2 separate regions of the Lactuca sativa genome follow, and region 1 is linked to region 2. A link is a contact called in public Hi-C data. All regions are on one chromosome and are shown on one strand. The core of a region is the stretch at or near the end of the contact, and the rest is flanking DNA. Distances in the headings are between cores, read along the strand shown. Region 1 holds the start of LOC111879545 (DNA polymerase zeta processivity subunit). Region 2 holds the start of LOC111879564 (probable leucine-rich repeat receptor-like protein kinase At2g33170).

Region 1 (3,249 bases), core at 694-3,193, 310 kb after region 2:
AATTTAATTTATGTATGCTTATGTTTAAATTCATGATAGATACCTTCTTATTGAATTCCTTGTCTACACTTGGGCTTTTTTACTCAGGTGCGAGTCGATCCTTTGTATCTCAAACCTTCGGTAGGGATTTCGATATGAGCATTGGGGAGTTGGAGTGCCCATTGCGAGTTTCCATCGCCAACGAACACGAGGTTTATGCTCCAATCGTGTTTCGTGGTTGTACTCTAAAGATATTTGGGGCGCCTTACCCAATTGACATGATTCCTATCCCTATGGTTGGATATATGCACAATTGTGGGGATGGACTGGCTGAATAGGTTTGGAGTTGTGATCGATTGTGAGAAAGCTTTTTGTTCGGCTTCCAGGGCTAGACAGTATATCCACCATGGTTGTTCGAGTTATCTCGCATATGTGTTTGACACTCAATTTGAGGGGAGAGCTTCGGTTTCAAATGTACTAGTTGTTAGAGCATTTCTAGAAGTTTTCCTGGAGGATTTACCCGATGTGCCTCCCGTGAGGCAGATAGAGTTCAAGACCGACCTGATCCCCGATGCGGCCCCGACTACCAAAGTGTTGTATCACCTCGCACCACCAAAGATGCATGAGTTGTCCTCTCAGCTTTATGAGCTATTGGGCAAATAGTTTATCAGACCAAACAACTCTCTCTGAGGAGCATCGATTCTATTTTTTAACCGAAAACCTGTTTTAATCGGCCCTTGTGGACCTCTATTTAGTATTTAGCGTTATATCATTAGGCCAACTTTTATAAGTTTAGATTTGTCTAGCCTGGCCCGACCCAGACTATAGGTAGCCTGGCATTGAAGCCCAAAACTGAAGAATTGAAGGAGCTAAAAAAAGGGATATGGCCGCGTAGAACAGAAACAAAGACAAATCAAGCAATTGCCCATGGTTTGCGCGATGATCAATCTTCATGTATTGTCTGTCTCCATCTCCATCTTCCCCACTCTAGTCTCTGTATTTAATCTAAGCTCTCTCTCAACTACTAATCGGCTACATTTTCACCTTTTCTTTATTCCAAATCGTTATCTCCTCTACTCTTTGGCTCTTTTCCCTTTGTCTTTGTATTTTGGAGTATTCAAAATCGCCTTAACCTTGCGTTTTTTCCACAATCTCAGAGTTAATTTCAGTTTTAGAATTTCAAATAAGTTTTCAAAGTTATATATGTCGCAGTCTTGGGTTGTGTGAGTATTTCCAATTTTCGAGTAACTTATCGAATATTAGCGATTAGTTCTTGTTTTGTATGATTTATTTTAAAAATTTATGTACTCGAGCTTTATTTCATTATTTGAATCCAGTTACACTCTTTTAGAATTTAGAAGCACATAAAAGAACTCAACTTCTTAGTTCTCTCATCTATGTAACTCAGTTTCTGTTTGATTGGTTGATAATGATACACCATCGATTGTATTAATGAATCTCCCATGTCTTGGATTCAAAGTGTCCATCTGGGCATGAATGTTTAGGGGTTTTAAATTGGTTTGAATCCGAATTGGATTGAAAGATTTGTTTAGTGGACAGTAGGCAAGTTGAGTTTCAATTAGAATTGATAAGAAATTGTCTCAATTAATATATTAGACTTTTAATTTTGAACTTTGAATTATGTTTGAATTAGAATTTTACAAGCCTAGATTGATTAGTAAATACATAGATGCTTTGAGACTTTATTTCGAATTATGTTTGAAATTTAGTTAGTTTTGTGCTTGAAAGGCATGACATTATCTATTATCCAAATCATAGCTTGATTGAAGCTATTTGTATGATTATTGGACGCTTTGACACTTTTGTCCCTGCTAGCTATATCTTTGTTGGCACATAAGTTCCTGCTTGTTGTGGTTATTTTTATTTTTTTAAAATACATGTATTTAATGTTCTAATTGGGTTAAAATATGGATTGGGTCCAAAAAGAAAAACCTTTTGGCGTGTTTGATATGGATTAGAAAGTGAGGGACTCGGTCCAACGTTTTCATGTCTTGGCTTTCCAATTGGTGGACCGGAAACAAAAAGAAATCGAGAAATCGAACACAGCTATCGCCGTTCCCTTCCTGCCTCCACTTCCAGTTCCAACGAAAATAGAGAAATCGAGCAGCCTACTTCCGACGAATCAACAGCTACTTATTTCGTCCTTCGTTCCTTCTTGCTCCTGATTTCTGCATTCCATACGAGATTTTCTATTCCCAATTTCTCTATTTCATACGAGATTTTCTGATTTCTCCTTCTTGTTTCTTGTTTCTTTCTGAAATTTTGCTGGCTTATGTAAGAGTTTTTGCTGAGAAATCGATTGGCTGTTTTGCTGTTTCTGTTTCTTCTGATCCTGTTTTGCTGTTTCTTCCTTCTTATATGTATGTAAGTGTCACTCCATTTCGTTATTTGAATCAAATTTGTCCATTTCATTTGAGTTATTCCTTGTTCATTATCATATCGAGATTTTTGTTCTTAACAAATGGCCACTGACCTCCTCAACAAGAAAAATGAAACATTTTAATCTTTAAATAAATGTCATAAATTAAGTTTTGTAGTAAATGATTTTTTTTTTATATAAGCTCATTGAACTTTGTTGAATTCAATGCATTACAGAAAGAAAAAAAAAAAAAACGACAGAGTTGAATGAAAAATAGAACGTCAATGCGTCAAACCATTAAATAAACCCAGCAATCCATTTGTTACATACTGTGAAGGGGAGAAGGAGAAAATGGATTGCAAGGAAAACGAATCTCCTGAAAGTAGTAAGTCCCATGGATTTCAACTCTTTCTGGATAACCATCTGCTAATTAAATAAACCCTAACACCTCGCTTTTTTTTAAACCTAAATTCCAGGGGAGACTTCACGTGTAGTAGTTGAATTTCTTGAAGTTGCTATTACATCCATCATCTTCCTGAAAGGAATATACCCACCAGGTCTGCAATCTTTTCAAGATCCTCGATTTTTATTTTTTTGAGTAACTGAAGTTTGAAAACTGATGTATGACATGACCCAGGTGCTTTTGAAAGGCGGAGATATATGAATCTATTGGTTCACAGGGCTCGACACCCTCAGCTTAATCGCTATATCCTCAACTCTGTCAATGCACTTGAACCTTACATCCAACAGGTGAGAATTAATTATGTAGATCAAAATTAGAGAGAAAGAGAATCAAGTGTTGATATAGGTAACTTTTGTCTCAGGGGCTGGTTGAGAGAATTGCTGTTATTTTCTTCAAGGATGATAAAATTCCAGTTGAGAGATTTATG
Region 2 (3,248 bases), core at 165-2,664:
TGCATATATTCAAATGACTCAAATGAGTTAGATTTCCTATCTCATTTGGTATGACTCCATCTAACTGATTACCATTCAAGAACAGCATCTCTAAATTCGTTAAACTCCCAATTTCTTTAGGAATTTTGCCAACGAAATTGTTATTAGAAAGATCAAGATAAATTAACGAACTCAAACCACCGATACTTGCGGTTATTGTTCCTGAAAGATTCATTGAATGCAAATCGAGAGACCAAATCACAGGAGTGTAATCATATGTGCAATTCACACCAATCCATCCACAAGCGGTGTCATCTTTTGCATTCCAGTTCTTGAGGTACCCTAATTCATCAGTGATATTTTTCTTCAACGCTAGAAGGAACTTCCCATCTGAATTTAACCCCTTGCAAGGTAAAAGAACAGAAATAGCAACTAAAAGCGACAACCCAAAAACCATGGACATTGTGGGTACCTTCCAAGTGATTAGATTTGTAGTCAATGATTTTCAGTCTGCACAGCGTTTAAAATGTATAAGAACAAAGAAAATCGGGGAAAGTTTTGTCCTTTTACACGAATCAAACAAATCAAGAAAATTTAAAGATTTAATTAAGTAGCCCAGAAAAGGGGCATAAATTTGTCATTTTCGATTGATCAATCATGTGAATAGTCCAAGTATGATTCTAAAAAGTTTAAAGATAAAATAAATCCAAATGGGTATTTCAAAATCAGCTCAGAAAGAACAAAAAGAGGCTAATAAAGTCGAATTGACTTCAGGAACAAAACATTCAAAAAATGAAAAGGATATGAAGGATCTGCGTACCTTTAGGGCTATTTAACTCAGAGCAATCAAAGTCTTCCCAAAGAATCTGAAGGACTTCATGTAATTCCTTGTGATGATTCCAGAAAGAAGATTTGGCATGTATATCGATTGAAGTAGATGCGTGTGAGTTTGCACTCTTCTATTTTTCCCAAGAATGGTGGGATCTTCCAATCTAAAAAGTCCATTTCAGAAGTAAAGGAGAAAGATCCATGAAGCTTTTCTTCTTGGTAAAAGAACAAGCGCTTTTGAACGCGGAAAGAAATGGAATCAAATGCAATGAATCAAAAGCCTTTTTGATTAGAGTGAGAAAAGGGATTAAATATTAATTGATTTGGGGGCAATCAAAGATTAGTAAGGAAGCGAAACAGCACACAGCCACGTCTGTTGACAGTTGAAATTATGAAGCTGAAATTTTGGGTTTTCAATAATCTTTCTAAGTTTTCAAGATAAATACTATGGGTTAAGAACTCTTGAATTGAAGCTACAATGGCCGACAAGCATGCAATGAATCACTTCTCTTTAAAAGTTCCTCCTTTTTCACAGAGGTGGGCAAGAAACACTCAAAATTCTTTTTCGACCAAACAGATGTACATTAATAATTTGCACCTCAAAAATAAAGATGCCTCTCCTTGTTTATATAATAAACTTCTGGTACTTCTTTAACAAAATATGATAACAACTCTAATCGTAGTACAAAAATGGGATAATGACTTGAAAGGGTAACAAACTTTTGACTTTTGTCACATTTAGTCACTAAACTTTTTTTCGTTATCTATTTGCCATTGAACTATTGAAACTGTTCATATTTTACCCTTATGACCGGCTATTGCCGGTCATAAGGGTAAAATATGAACAGTTTCAATAGTTTAGTGGCAAATAGACAACGAAAAAAAGTTTAGTGACTAAATATGAACAAAATCAAAAGTTCGTTTCCCTCTAAAAAGTTCAACGACTAAATGTGAACAAACTTCCTATTGTATTGTGTTTTAGCAAATTATTTATTTTTGTTTAATTGTAGCAACATTTGTTGATGAGGAAATCTATGAAATAAAAAAACAAAATGTAACATCCGGATTTCCAGGTATCATAATTTAAGTATTTTTCTTTTGAGTTAAGAAGAGAGACTCGACGAGTTGACGCCTCAACTCGTCGAGTAAGGTCGCGACTGATGACTCGGATTAATGAATGGCCTCGACGAGTCGGTGAGGCGACTCGATGAGTCCGTGTTGTTGGCAGAAACCCTAAATCTTTGGGCTTGAGCCATATTTAAAGGCACTTATGACCTTCAATTGCGACTACCTTTCCCATAAGTGAGAACCCTAGCGAGCTTGAGTGTGTAGAGTGAAAGGAAGAGCTATCTTGAGCTTTTTGGTGTGATAGATCTGGACCCTTCTAGGTCCAGAGAGCCGAGAATATGAAGCTTTAGTAGAGTAAACCTTGGGGTTCGAAGTTAGGAAGCATTTATGGTATTTTTATGGTATATATAGTTATTTTCATCCTACACATAGATATGAAGTATTTTATATAAATTACGTTCTATGTGTGCATATTATTTGAATACTTGTTGTCTATGCTGGATGAACGATTTTATACATGTCTTAAAAGATTTAAACGGTATATTTATTTTATATCTACAAATATGTTGCGGATGAAACATGGGTAGATGAAATAGTTGGTGTGTGATGAAATAAAATGATGAGAGATAGGAGATGATAGAAAGGTGATGATAATTAGGTAAATCGATGATGATGAATATGTGATGTAGGATGAAAGGAGATACCATAACCTTAACCAACAATGTGGCGATGTAGTCATCTATCAGAGTATAGATGGCGACCACGGACTATTCTAGACAACTCAATGGAAACACCAGCAGGCCCATAACCTGTAGGTGATGAATTACGAGTTCAAGCGATGTTGTAACTACGTATTCATGCGATGATACTCTAACCCCTTACTATGAATTACGAGTTCAGACGATGTTGTAACTACATATTCATGGGATGTCACAAATTTCGCATGCCAAACTAATGGTCATAATTCACATCAGTGAGAATGGTTCATTTTTTTGTAAAACCAAAATCAGATTGGAAATTTTGATTTTTTATTTTGGAAAATGTCAAACCATTGGTTTTTTATTTCGGTTTTGGTTTTTTGTTTTTTTAAATATATTTTCAGGGTTCTGTTTTTTTTTTTTTTTTTATTTCATAGATTTCTTCATCAACAAATGTTGCTACAATTTAACAAAAATAAATAATTTGCTAAAACATAATACAAGAGAAAGTTTGTTCACATTTAGTCATTGAACTTTTTAGAGGGAAACGAACTTTCGATTTTGTTCATATTTAGTCATTAAACTTTTTTTCGTTATCTATTTGCCATTGAACTATTGAAATTGTTCACATTTTACCCTTATGACCGGCAACAGCCGGTCATAAGGGTAAAATGT

What was found. Hi-C and Micro-C count contacts between places; a contact is called where the count stands out from the background.
Region 1: a contact with region 2 is called in a Hi-C map of leaf, with 7 times the contacts expected there. The contact joins the promoter of LOC111879545 here to the promoter of LOC111879564 in region 2. A contact is called at or near these places in 2 of 4 Hi-C or Micro-C datasets (both in leaf).

Annotation. Positions count from the first base shown.
Region 1 is chr6:97,534,410-97,537,658 of Lsat_Salinas_v11, forward strand. It overlaps LOC111879545 (DNA polymerase zeta processivity subunit), which reads left to right and starts at 1,944. Exons shown (of 5, transcript XM_023876015.3): 1 at 1,944-2,360; 2 at 2,596-2,744; 3 at 2,836-2,916; 4 at 2,997-3,109; 5 at 3,184-3,249. The coding sequence starts at 2,711.
Region 2 is chr6:97,224,657-97,227,904 of Lsat_Salinas_v11, forward strand. It overlaps LOC111879564 (probable leucine-rich repeat receptor-like protein kinase At2g33170), which reads right to left and starts at 1,415. Exons shown (of 3, transcript XM_023876034.3): 1 at 800-1,415; 2 at 1-489. The coding sequence starts at 442.